2 separate regions of the Rattus norvegicus genome follow, and region 2 is linked to region 1. Evidence: chromatin contacts called from public Hi-C data. All regions are on one chromosome and are shown on one strand. Each heading gives the region's core, a stretch centred on a gene start, on an enhancer-like site or on the middle of the called end of the contact. The rest is flanking DNA. Distances are from core to core; before and after follow the strand shown. Region 1 overlaps Sppl3 (signal peptide peptidase like 3). Region 2 holds the start of Sppl3 (signal peptide peptidase like 3).

Region 1 (6,581 bases), core at 1,565-4,064:
CCTCAGTTCCTGTTGTGGCCCATATCTTTAGTCCTTATCTGTATAGAGGCAGAGACAGGTGGATCTCTGAATTCAAGACCACCCTGATCTAGTGAGTTTCAGAACAGCCAGGGCTACACAGAGAACCCCTGTTTAAAAAAGCAAAAACCAAACCAAACCAAACAAACAAAAAACAAAAACAAAACAAAAGACCCTTTCCCATACTGTCCTTCAACCTAAAATGATGGGGCACTGTATGGCGAGTGCTGACTCACGGAGGATTTTCTTTCTTAGTATTTTCCAGTCTGCATCAAAGAGAACTGTACTGTACTGTATGATAGGTACCTGTGAATTCTCTTGGTGTCTGGGCCTCAGTGCATAATGGAAAGGGTGCATAGTCTGACACAGGAGGCCAACTTAAGAAAACGACTAAGAGGTGCATGACCCTCATGTGACCCTGATAAATAACAAGAAATAAAACTGACATTAGCAGATACTTCCTTCCATGAGATTTTAGTTAGAACACTACATGCTTCTCTTTGATTTTGTGATGCAGTGTGCCAGACTATAATCTGTCTTACTTATATCATTTGCAAATATGCTGCACCATATTGGACTTTAGAAGTAAAGTTCTTGGGGCTGGAGAGGTGGCTCAGTGGTTAAGAGCACTGGCTGCTCTTCCAGAGGTCCTGAGTTCAATTCCAGCAACCACATGGTGGCTCACAACCATCTGTAATGGGATCCGATGCCCTTCTCTGGTGTGTCTGAGGACAGCTACAGTGTTCTCATATACATTAAAAAATAATATTTAAAAAAAGAAGTAAAGTTACAAGTATGTGACTTAGCTTGAAGATAAATTATGTAATACATCAATCTGAAAATCAGATTTCACACTGGGTTTAATGTGGTTCCTAGTAAATTACTGGTACAGACTTTATTTCATGCAAAGATTTTAATATCTATGGACAGACAATTTTAAAGGCAGTCTCTGTGTAGCCCTGGCTGTCCTGAAACTCCCTCTGTAGACCAGGCTGGCCTCATACTCACAGAGGCCCACCTGCCTCTGACTCTTTCCACGTAAGTGAGTCTACTTCACTGTCTTTGTTGTGTTCACTTCCCAATCTGAAGTAAAAACCAGGCAAGTGCGATTTGGATACGAAGTACATAGGAACTAAGTACAAGGAGACCGAATTCCGTGAGAGGAAAGGAGAGGGGCAGGCTTTCATCCCTGTCCCCCACCGGTGGGGTTGCAGGCACATGCCAGTAGGCCCAGGTTATTATGTGGTGCTGCCCACCTGAGCTCAGGACCCATGCTTGTGGGACAAGCACTTTTCTGACTAGGCCTTCTCCCTGGCCCCAAGTGCTTCATTATGAAATATGAAATAATATTCCACTGTATGGATAAATGATAACTTGTGTACAGATTCATCTCTATTTTAAAAAGGATTTGTATTCTTGTGGGATATTTTGAATCAGGTGACAATCCTAACACTTATCTCTCCAAGCACTTGAATGTACTCTCTCAGAGATATGTAATTAAGCAGTCATCGGGAGAACAGCTAGCAAGGTCACGGGCGGATGGACATGGCCTGTGCTTTATGGGGAAGGAGTGACCTCGGCAGCGGCAGCAGGTGCAAGCTCCTCGTACTTGGGCAACCGGCGGCGTTAGACTTAGAGCACAAAGTGTAGCAGACGGCAGGGTACAGATTGGATCGCACTGTTGGATCACGTGTGAGTGAGGGACTGGAGGTACGGAGAGGTCAGCTGCGGTGAGCGCATGGGGTGAGGGTGGGGTGAGGCTATCGAGGAGCACAGGACACGGCTTACTGTTATTGGTGCTGCTGCCGTTGAAAGGGCCAGAACTACTGCTGCTGTCTTTCTCCTTATCTTGGTTCTCAAAGTCCATATTAAGAGACCTGTGGGGGGGGGGGGGGGGAGAGAGAGAGAGAGAGAGAGAGAGAGAGAGAGAGAGAGAGAGAGAGATTGATTAACATTCAGCTTCAGTTCTGCGTAAGAGAAAGCAGCCATGGCAGTCCTGAGCCAGGGCTGCAAGTGCTGCTCCTGCGAAGAAAAGGACATCCTCTTCCCAACTGGGAAGCCGTCTACAACCCTTCAGTGTTCCTTCTCGAGCTGTCCCACTGTAATAAGGCACTCCAGTGCAGTTCAACTTGCCACAGTCTCTTAATTACTTTCCTATGATTAAAAATCTGGAAAGGGAAACTTTTATACCCATGTGACAGCTTTTAGAGAGGGTACAGGGAGGACCCTCTCAAAATAGCAAAAAGCAGGTGAAAACACCTGTGCTTCCAACAACACAATTACAAACAAACAAACAAACAAAGGCCACTCATGAGATGGAAGAAAATACCTGCAAATCATGTGACTGGTGAGAGGGGGCTTGTACAGAACAGTTAAAGTCAAAAGTCAGGTAACAGTGCAGGGTTGGATGCACAAGGCTGGGAGCCTCGTGCACTGAGGGGCTGACACTAATTGGGTCAGTCCGTCCAGCAGACAGTCCAACCACACACCTGCTTTTCCAGTTCAGTCTCCAGCGCTCTGAGAAGGCAGGTTTCTGTTGCCTGAGCCATCTACGCTACAATGTATCTGCTATGGTAGGACTATGTGTTACACATTCCAACCTGTTTCATGTCTTCTGACATGCCCAATATCAGCAAATATCTCAATAGATATTAAAGAAAGAGCATGTTTTGTTGTTGAGGCATTTCACAAATGACAGACTGAGCTAATAAAGAATACTTGCTCAGTCCAGACTGCTGTGCAACAGATGCCATGTCAAAGCTGGATGTGATGGCACACATCTGTCCTTCCGCACTGGGGTGTGGCGCACAATCTAGGTCAGCCAATCCAGCCCAACTGATGAGCTCAAGGTTCAGTAGAGACGGAGTGAGGAAAACCACAGTCTTCTGGCCTATCCATGCGGGTGCACGTACAGCATAAGCCCATGAGGGAGGAGGACATTAGCCCACACTCACTGTGCTGGCTCATTTTCTTCCTGCTTGCTTTGTACTGTTACAGAATGAAAGACACTGCTACCTTAAACTGCATTTGTGGGCTCTGTCTTCCTCTCTCTCTACCAGTGTCTCTGCTGGGAACACACACACACACACACACACACACACACACACACACACACACACACACACACACACAAGTACATTTATTTCATCTTGCTGCCAGCCCTGCTGCAGAGATGGTGTCAAAGGCAGCAGCTGAGGTGCTATAGAGGTGGTCACCCTCCCATGTCCCCACTAGACGGGGTTCCTCTGTATCAACCAGGCTGGCCTTGAACTCACAGAGATCTGCCTGTCTCTGCCTCCTGATGCTGGGAGGTCTTGTGTAACTACTATGGGCTTCTAGTTGCCTGAGTCTTGCTGAACTTCAAGCCTTGTTTGATCCTTGGGGTTACCACTACACAACACAAGAAATCTACCTGAGTGAAGTGGAGGGCTGTGTATCTATCTGTTCAAGGTGGCAAGTGCTTTATTTTCCAGCTTTACAGAGTTTGATCACTGGGCTGGGCTAGGATCCTGTCACAGCCCAGTACACTTGCACAGCCCACAGCAGACCTCAGCTGTTTAACTGCTGCCTTTGTGGGAAGACTTCTGTCTCAGGCCACCAGGACGACTGTGCCCTAACTTACTCGGTAACTTATTAACTCTACAGACTGCCCAGTACTTGGCTAGCCCTTGAACAGTCTGTCCTGACTGCACATATGACCACCCTCCTCACCCCAGCCAGACCTGTCTCACCACCATAATCGTGTTACTGCTCTACAATAACATGATATGATGTGTATCTATACACCCAATGTTACTGCCACACATTCCATTCAAACTGCACCCTGGCTACTTGCTTAACAAAGAGCACACTTGGGTTACTGAAATCAATGTTTAAATGAGCAACATGGGCTATAAGAAAGCTTAGCAGGCCAAGAGCTTGCTGTATAAGCCTGATTATGAATTTGATCCACATAAATATCAAGAGAGAGAATCAACTCTACCAAGATGTCTTCCACAATTGCCACAAACAAAAATTACTCACATACAAATATATAAACAAGGATAGAGTAAAAAACGAATACCAGAAAGAAGGAAATGGACATGGTGGAAGCACATGTCCAAAATCCCAGCAGCTGGGAGGCTGAGGCAAGAGAACTGCAAGTTGGTATCCAAAGTCTGAACCAGCCAGAGTTATAGGAGGAGATCCTTACCATCTAGGACTCAACAGAAGTAGTTGCAGGTCAAGCTTTAGGAGATGAATGACTCTCCAATGAGTGATGCACAGTCAGCATTCAAGACGAAGACCCGGGTTGGGGATTTAGCTCAGTGGTAGAGCGCTTGCCTAGGAAGCGCAAGGCCCTGGGTTCGATCCCCAGCTCCGAAAAAAAAAGAACCAAAAAAAAAAAAAAAAAAAAAAAAAAAAGACGAAGACCCAGGAAACGGCAAGTTTGAGGCCAGCCTGGGCTGTATAGCCAAGAAATACTGTCCTTGGCCAACAGAGTATCATCAGTGCATATAAGGGGGTCGGGGGGGAGTCTTCTGATTGTGGCCAGAAATGTTCTGAGTGCCAGAATAATAAAATAATAAGGTAGAGATTGTGTTTTCTAATTGTTTGTTTGTCTGTTTTGGGAGGGGACAGGATGTGCGGGACAGGGTGGTCAGACTATGTAACCAAACATGTTCTTCAACTTCTGACCCTCCTGCCTTGTGTCTCATGCTCAGCTTACAAGAGCTAACCCTAACTGCACTCCCTGCTCAGGTACTGGGCCGGCATGTGGTACAGTCAAGACGACTTTCTTTGTTCTGGGTTGGAATGGTACAGGAACCTCAGACAAGCTATGCAAATGCTCTAAAACCAAAGCACCACACTACAGACTCCAGCTCAAGATGTCTTTGGATTTTCAGAGTAACCCTATAGGCAGGGGACTACAAATCTCTATGTTTACTCATTGTTTTGTTCTACACCTCTTCAAAATCACTGAGTGTGCTCGCAAGCTGGTGTTGAACTCGCAGATCCACCTGCCTCTCTCTGCCTGGGAAGTGCTAGGACCGAAGGTGTGAACCACCACACCTGGCTTCAAATGGTATCGAAGGAGATGAAGAAGCAGATGTGGGCAAGGGAAAGGGAGCGACAGATGGACCTCCCAGACATCTGTGCTGTCAGGAGAGAAGGACAAGGGACGGCGCCATCTACATGTGAGGACCAAACCCAAAGGGGAGCCTGGATAAAGCCCATCCTGCTGACTTCTTAGATCTTGGACTTTCAGTCTCTAGAAGTAAAGCTCTCTGTCACCTAGGCAGCCAGTGTGCTGGGCCTTGTTAGGCAGCTCAGAGCTGCTGAGTTACCATCTCATGGTAGCAGCCTGACTTTTACCTACCTCCTAAACAAGGAAAAGTGACTAAGGGGTAATCACAATACAGAACATGCAAAATGATAGTGATGGTGGTGGTGGTGGTGGTGGTGGTGGTGGTGGTGGTGGTGGTGGTGGTGGTGGTGGTGGTGGTGGTGGTGGTGGTGGTAATGATGATGATACAAAGCTGGAGACCCGAGAGCCTTTATCCTCCATGAATACATTTAGTATGTATTTGCGCACGCATGGTGTATTGTCTAAGGGAACACACACCCATGTGAGCATTTATGGAGGCAGTCTCAGAGACAGGGTCAATTACTGGACTACACTGTCTGGGCTGAGCTGGCTGAATCTGCCTCCTACTTCTACCACCTAACCCTGGGGTTACCACAGCCACACGCAATTATACCTGTGTGCTGGGGATGTGAACTCAGATCCTTCTGCTTTCACAGCAAGGAGCCTTACCCACTGACCCATCTCCCAGTCCACTTTTTTCTCTTTAAAGTAGGACTAACACAGCACGTCACCATTTTTCATGCACTACTGTGCTAAGGATAGCTTTCAGAGCACCACATAAAATAAGCTACTGCAGTTTCTCCCGTAGTCTGATCTCTGGGGTAGACAAGCTACAGATACGCTGGCTTCTACGACAGGTTATCAAGTCAGCAACCTTTTACATGACGCCATGGCCTTATGCTGAGCTGGGCAGACTCAAAGCCAACTAATTAGTGTCAAATACAGCATGCCATGCCATGTTCATCTGACAAGGGTCTACCAGGACACTACAGCAGGAAGCAGTTTAAGACATTTTCCATGTCTTAGTAAGGCTTTACTTAGAGTTTGCTCTTTTTATAAGGGAAGAACTCCTAAGAAAGGACTAGAATGTCACTCAACCAAGGTTGGGAAGACGCCTCCCTTCCTCAGCCAGCGGCAAACCACACAGCATGAGGCCCGGAGTCCAGGCCAGATGCAGTCGCAGTGTAGAACCCAGTGCTGGCTGCAGACAGGAGGATCCATAGTGCTCACTGATCGGTCAGGCTGCCTGACAGTACGGTGGAAAGCTACTGAGCAATCCACCGTCATGGACACCCACACAAACAGGTACAGGCATCATGTAAGTAGGCCAAAAATGAATAATTTAATATTTATTAAAATTGAATAAACCTCCAATATCAGTGTTTTATACATGGCTGGCAAGTCAAGTGTTCTAAACTCAGCTCCATCCTCAGCC
Region 2 (6,496 bases), core at 1,114-3,613, 60 kb after region 1:
GACTTGGGAAGAATCAGGAAACAGGGTAGGGGCTGAGCTTCCCAGTCCTCTCCCCTGTGCACCATCCTCTCTCAGGACACTGTGGACTCCGCTCCTGAAATGGAGCTGAAAAGGAGGGGCTGAGGATCAGATCCTGATGGCGCTTCCTTGACTTTAAATCAAATAAAGTCGAGACCCAAGGGAGTGTTTCAAGAGTGTCATGTAAATGATCAGTCTTCACAAGAGGTCTCTCCTAACAAGTAGGACCCATGAGCACCACAGAACTTCCACGTCATACACAGGGAATCGCCCTAAACTGGGATTGCAAGTGTATGCTACTGTGTGCAGCACTTTCCCCATTTCCTGATCACTGTTATTTTTCAACCAATCCAAATTCTTTTTACATTCCAGTTCTAACAAAACAAAACAAGGCAAAAACCAGCAAGGCAGCCATGAGGATTCACTGGGAGTCCTCAAGGAGCAGGACAAGCTCTAGTTGTTGCCAGCACCCATGGCAGCACCAACATTACCTTCCCTTCCTAACCCATCTGCAGGAAAGAAACTGATTCCCTGTGTTCCACACCTGCCACTGAGATGCCCCTCACTGCTGCTCAGAACTATCAAATTCGTCTGTCCTTTTAAACCACAACTGTAGCCACCAAAACCCAACTGTTCTTATAGTCATTTCCTCTCGACTTCCCAGTTATCTTCTTTTTTAGACTGTGTATACATCGCTGAAGTTTGCATTATTAAATTATGTTCAATCACTAACCCTCTGTCAGGACACAGTTGGCTCCTGACTTCGCATAACCATTGTTTTCATATATAACCCGTTTCTTTTACTGTCTCCCTATGGTAGTTACAGCTCCATTGTGCTCCTGACACTAGACAGTCTGTCTGCCCCGAGCTTGGTAAAGGTATCCGCATAATCTGTACTGGCTGCGAAAAAGGCGATCCTTGTACTTTAAGGTTTAGGGTTAAGAAATGAAGAACTAACTCACTTTTCCAATTACAAAATGAAGTGGACCTTCACCCCTACCGTACGGGAAAGTCTACGGTTCTGTACCAAACCACAAGTGTTTTAAACCATCTCCAACCAGGCGGCAGCAACCAGGTTCCCCGCCCCATCCCTACAACCAACCAACCCAACCAACCACCCCGTCTCCTGTTTTCTCAAGCCTCAACCCACTGCTCCCAATTACACCATCCCCACTGGTCCCGAGTAAAACCAAACTCCCTCCACTGCAAACGCGCCACACCTCCGCCCTTCTCACCTCTCTTTCCCCCAAACTTGGACGCATTCGTCACCCCCTTTAAACTACAATGGTATGCCTCAGTCCCTCAACATTCTGAAAAGTCCCACAGACAAGGACTCAACCTGCACGCGCGCGCGTACACACACACACACACACACACACACACACACACACACACACACACCCGTAATCGACCCCCCCAGAACACGAACCAGGGCCAGCACTCTTCGAATCCCTAGAGCAGAGTACCAACCCTTACAAAGACTGCCCATGCCCCACTGCTACCGACGACTTCCTTTCCAGAATGTGGTCATCCGAACCGACTCCCCCCTCGGCCGTGCAGGGCTCCCTCGGCGCAGGGCCTCTGCCCACCGTGGAGGCGGCCGCTCCTCCCTCACTACTTGCAAGTTGTGCCTCTTACCACCTGTTCTCGCCAGAGTGGGGTACACCTCAGCCCGGGGCCGCCTCTGCCCACCCTCTCCAAATCCCCCCCCTGCTCGCCTGCACCCGCGCCAGTCGGTTCCGCCGTGCCGCTCCGATGACCGCCCCTCCCCCGGGCTCCGAGGACGCCCGCCGCCCGCACCCCGGCCCTGCGAGCACCTGCGGCCCGGCCCCCCCAAAGCCCGCACTTACCACGAATAGGTCTGCTCCGCCATGGTGCTGCCTCTCGGGGCTCCGCGGCTCGCTCGGCCGGCGGCAGAGGGCGCGGCCGGGGGCCCGGCGGCTCGCTCGCACGGCGGACGGGCACTCGGGCTCCGACGGACTCCGACGGGCCCGGCTCCCTGGGCCCCGGCGCGGGCCCGGCTCCGCGCTCGGCCTCGTCAGCCGCGGCGGCGGCGGCGGCTCCGCTGCGGCTCCAAACCCAACATGGCGGCGGCGGCGGCGGCGGCGGCGCGGAGAACAAGGGCCCGGGGCGGGCGAACGGTGGCTCGGGCCCGCGCTCAGTGCGCGCCGGGCCGCGGGAGCGCCGCGCTCGGGCGGCGGCGGCGGCGGCCTGGGGACATGGCCGGCGGCGGCAGCGGCGGCAGCGGCGGCGGCGGCAACGGCTGAGGGGGGCGCTAGGCGGTGAGGCGAGGCCGCTCGGAGCACACCCGCCGAGGGAGGAGGGAGCGGGCGGGGGCGAGCCCCGGCCGCGCGTCACGTGCCCAAAACACGCTCACGTGACCCTGGAGACCCGCCCCTCGCGCGCGGCCCATGCGCGGAGCTCTAGCTCAGCCCGGGCTGGAGGCTACGGTTAGCGGTCGCTGTGTGATAGGCCCCTTCGTCCGGGTCCCGGTGCGCGGCGGTTGACTGCCACTCAGCTGTCAACCTTCCATCAACAGTCGGCCGGCCTGGGTCCTCAACTGCCAGTCAGCTGTCACATGGCGGACCGAACGCTGCATTCGGGATCGCGTGCTCCGCGGTTCCCTGGTTCGTTTCGGCAAACATCCCTCGCGGCGCCAAGTCAAATGCTACTTGCTCGTCTTCCTAGAACAGATCCCAGCGGATCCTTGTTGAGTGCCAGCTAGGCGTCAGCGCCTTCACCTGGGCCCTTGTCCTTACGTAGACATTCTCAGGGAAGAGGTATGGGTTGTTCAAGACGGCTAAAGCACGAAGATTATTTCAGAGTCATGAAGCTATTAATAAAGTCATGGAGAGCAATTAGTAGAGAATAAAGGAAGGGTGCAGGCTAGTTTAGATAGATAGGGTGAATGGGCGTAACTCAGTTGGTAGAGTGCTATGTGTACACCATGTCTTGGGGTGGGGGGAGGCCTTTAATCCCAGCAAAGGCAGGCATACCTCTATGAGTTCAACGCCAACCTGGTCTACATAGTGAGCTCCAGGCCAGCCAAGAATACATAGAATGGCCGGTTGGGGATTTAGCTCAGTGGTAGAGCGCTTGCCTATCAGGCGCAAGGCCCTGGGTTCAGTCCCCAGCTCCGAAAAATAGAAAAAAAAAAAAAAAAAAAAAAAAGAATACATAGAATGGCCCTATATCGAATTAATAAGAAAGACAGGGAAAAAAGCATATAGCTAGAGATGAAGACGTATATCTAAGAAAGCTACATAGTGTATGTTTTTGACCACATGACATTCTGGAAAAATAACTATGGAAACAGCAAAAAGGTCACTGGTTATCAGGCTGAAGGGACACATGGAGGATTTTTAAAGCAATAAAACTAGACTCCACGACACTGTGATCCCAGAACTGTAGGTGGGGGTTGGGGGTAAGCCAGCAATAGATCAGGGTCAATCTCAGCTATACAGGGAATTTGACTTATGGGATTTGACACAAAATGTAAGACTAGCCTGAGCTAGTCCTAACCTCAGGAGCCTAGACCAACCTCAGGAACCTAGACCAGCCTCAGGAACCTAGACCAACCTCAGGAACCTAGGCCAACCTCAGGAGCCTAGGCCAGCCTCAGGAACCTAGACCAGCCTCAGGAACCTAGGCCAGCCTCAGGAGCCTAGGCCAACCTCAGGAACCTAGGCCTCTGGGAAAGACGGGACGGTACAATGACCTGACCCCCTCCCCCACCAAGACGTATCAGAGAACATTTTCTCAGGAGTGGGACATCCTCAAACCACAAGAGGCTTAGCAACAGAAAAACCATTCCGGCAAGGGAGCGTCACAGAGCAAGACAGTAACAGGAATGTCTGGGCTGAGCTTGGAACCAGGCACGGGATGGAGGAACTACTGTAGGTCGTTGAACAGAGACACTAAAACGATGGGTGGAGGCCAGGCTCTCAAGGGCTTCCTCCTCAGTTTCTGTGCTTTTTCCGAAGGAAAAGACGAGGTCTGGGGACCATGCTGTCCCCAGAAATCCTATTTCTTCCTCCCTTTACAGAGCAAGTCTGGAGTACCTACACTTTGAAGTACTCTATGGCTCGCCCAGCATTTGGCCAGACTCTGTTTCTACTTTAGTTTCCCTACCCAGGCTTACAGAGAATGCCACACCCCAATCTGTCTCCAAATAGATCGGTGGGCCACTACCCTACACAGCTGCTGCTTGACTGTTCTCCAAGGTGAAGCCTTTCACAAAAAGGCCAAATACACTGCTCCTGTCTACTTTCCACCCCCACTTTCCCCTCACACCAGGTGCTGGGACCAGCTGAGTTCTAGGTGTCTCCTCCTGAACATCATCAGAGAGCCCAAGAAAAGGTGTAGGAGAGGGTTTATAACCCAAGGTCTCAATAAAACCATCTTTTTCTACCTAGAAAGGTACCAGCCTTCAATCACCTGCCCAGCCACAATGCCTAGGCATTTGTGCTGGGGAGACCAAACAGGATAGCCCAAATTTTTAACATTCACGGAAAAAAATTCTAGGTACTTCTACAAAAAGTCAGCTGTGACCTTAAGCGTGGCACAGTCACTCCAAGTCTCCAAGCGGAGTGACTAGGAGTTTCAGATCCCATGGGAAAGACCCAGAGCCAAAAGCAGGTGTGGCTGTGGGAGGGCTCAAAACTTTCTCAAGGGAGTTGGGAACAAAACAGACCAGACACGTCGATAATGAAACAGAAATGACAAGCAGGTGCCTCTGGGCAATTCTCTTAGGCTTTGATTCCCCATGAGTCACAGAAGATTTAGCCAAGTGAGAAGTTAGTCTGAGGTGAATGGAGCATAAGTGACTTGAGACAACAAAGCCAAGCCTCACTCGAACAGAAGACTGCGCTAACCAGAGGCTCCCAAAGCGTTTCTCAGGAAAACACCCAAAGTCTATGACCAGAACCAAATCGCCCTTGGTGGGGCTGGGAAGGTTGTCCAGACCCCATGACCCCTGTGTGCATAGTCCCTCGAGATGGAGAGAGAGCCCAGAGCCTGGTGACTCGAGCATCCGAGGCCAAGACTGTCGGGATGCAGGAGGCATTTCCGGGTCACCGTGAAGATCTCCGAGCAGTCCTCTGGGAAGGCCAGACTGGAATAAACCAGAGCCCTAGCATTGGCTGGAAACGGCCCAGCCTGTGGTACTCAAGAAGTGACTTTCAGTGTCCGTGCCAGAGACACTCAGCTCCAAGCTTGTGCAGCCCCAGGCGTATCCCTATCACGCTGAGCCTCGGCCAGGAGTCAGGTGTGTTTGGCAAGAGTTCAGGTGTTGGCTCTCTCTGCCCCCTCCCCCAGGAGGGGTGCTTTGCTCTCCTCCAACCCCACACCCCCTCCAAGATGAGAAGGCCATAGCTTGTGTAATATTTGTTGAAAGAGACCATGAAAGTGCCTCTAATTATCCCCATGGTAATTATAGGATGGTTCTATCCACTGAGCTTGTTCAAAGAAGACTTGGAGAGCCTCCCAGGACGCTTATTCCGCCTCAGGCACAGACTCCCGGGAGCAAGCACCGCCAGGCCCAGCTTGGGCACGCTTCTGTGAGGGTCGAAGACCCAGGTGTGGCCTGAGCCCTACCTGTCCTCAGAGCTGGTGTCTCACTTGTGTCTTCTCCCTGACACTGCACCAAGAGGCAGGGGTAGCCGGCCTTCCCCAGAGACCTGCCTGACAGACCCACCCCAATGTCTTCTCTTTTGCTTCCATTTTCTGTGGTAAGGTCCAGACAGTGTCCTTACTCAGCCTACTTGTAACTTTCCAAAGTCAGTTCTCCCCTTCCACACACGTGGGTCCTGGGTACCCAACTCAGGCACCAACACGGGTCAAGCTTGGCCGTGTATAGCTCTGCAGTAGAACATGTTTTGCACACACAAGGCCCTGGTGTGAAATCCTCAGTACCAAGAGAAAAACAAGCAAGCACATACATACAGAAAGAGGAAGAACAACATCAAGCTACAGAAAAAAAAAAAAAAATGGTGGGAAAGTACCAAGAACTCTCTGCCACACAGCTTCCCCTATTGGATCCACCGGCAACAGTACCATTTCCCTCCACATTGTAAGTTCCGTAGACTTGAGCAAGCATGTCGCTGGTATGTGTGCACCGTTACAGTGTCACGTGGACTAGTGTTGTCTTAAAAACTCCCAAGCTGTGCCTATTCATCTGTCTGCTCAGCCCCTGAGGAGCAATGATCCCTTCACTGTTTCCATAGTTTTAATCTTTCCAGAATGTCACGTGATGGGAACAGCATGCGCTATAGCTCCCTCAGATAGGCCCTCACACGCAGCCTTCCTCTGGGCCTCATGTCTCCTGGTCAGGACTGAGTTTCTGATCCTCCTGCTGGGACCTCCCTACCAACACACCTAGAGCCCCTGGTATCGGAGACCTCCCTGACCCGGGGCCATATGAGTGGACCATAAAGATGCTAATCAACCACAGTACACGTCCAGCCCTCTCAGTGTCTTG

Evidence for each region. A called contact is a pair of places that touch in the nucleus more often than the background predicts.
Region 2: a contact with region 1 is called in a Hi-C map of liver, with 2.7 times the contacts expected there. The contact joins the promoter of Sppl3 here to the enhancer-like site in region 1. A contact is called at or near these places in 5 of 12 Hi-C or Micro-C datasets (Schwann cells, kidney and liver) and 1 of 1 datasets of contacts at active chromatin or transcription factors (oligodendrocytes).

Annotation. Positions count from the first base shown.
Region 1 is chr12:47,197,672-47,204,252 of GRCr8, forward strand. Sppl3 (signal peptide peptidase like 3) reads right to left here. Exons shown (of 11, transcript XM_003751200.5): 3 at 1,807-1,895. Among named protein-coding and RNA genes, the nearest start is that of Acads, 47 kb to the left of the region's middle. Within about 2 kb of position 2,815, at least 8 of the 93 cell types and tissues checked have an H3K27ac peak or open chromatin away from gene starts, as enhancers often do. A contact at or near this core is called in kidney and liver, where this site is marked.
Region 2 is chr12:47,258,393-47,264,888 of GRCr8, forward strand. It overlaps Sppl3 (signal peptide peptidase like 3), which reads right to left and starts at 2,364. Exons shown (of 11, transcript XM_003751200.5): 1 at 1,869-2,364. The coding sequence starts at 1,891.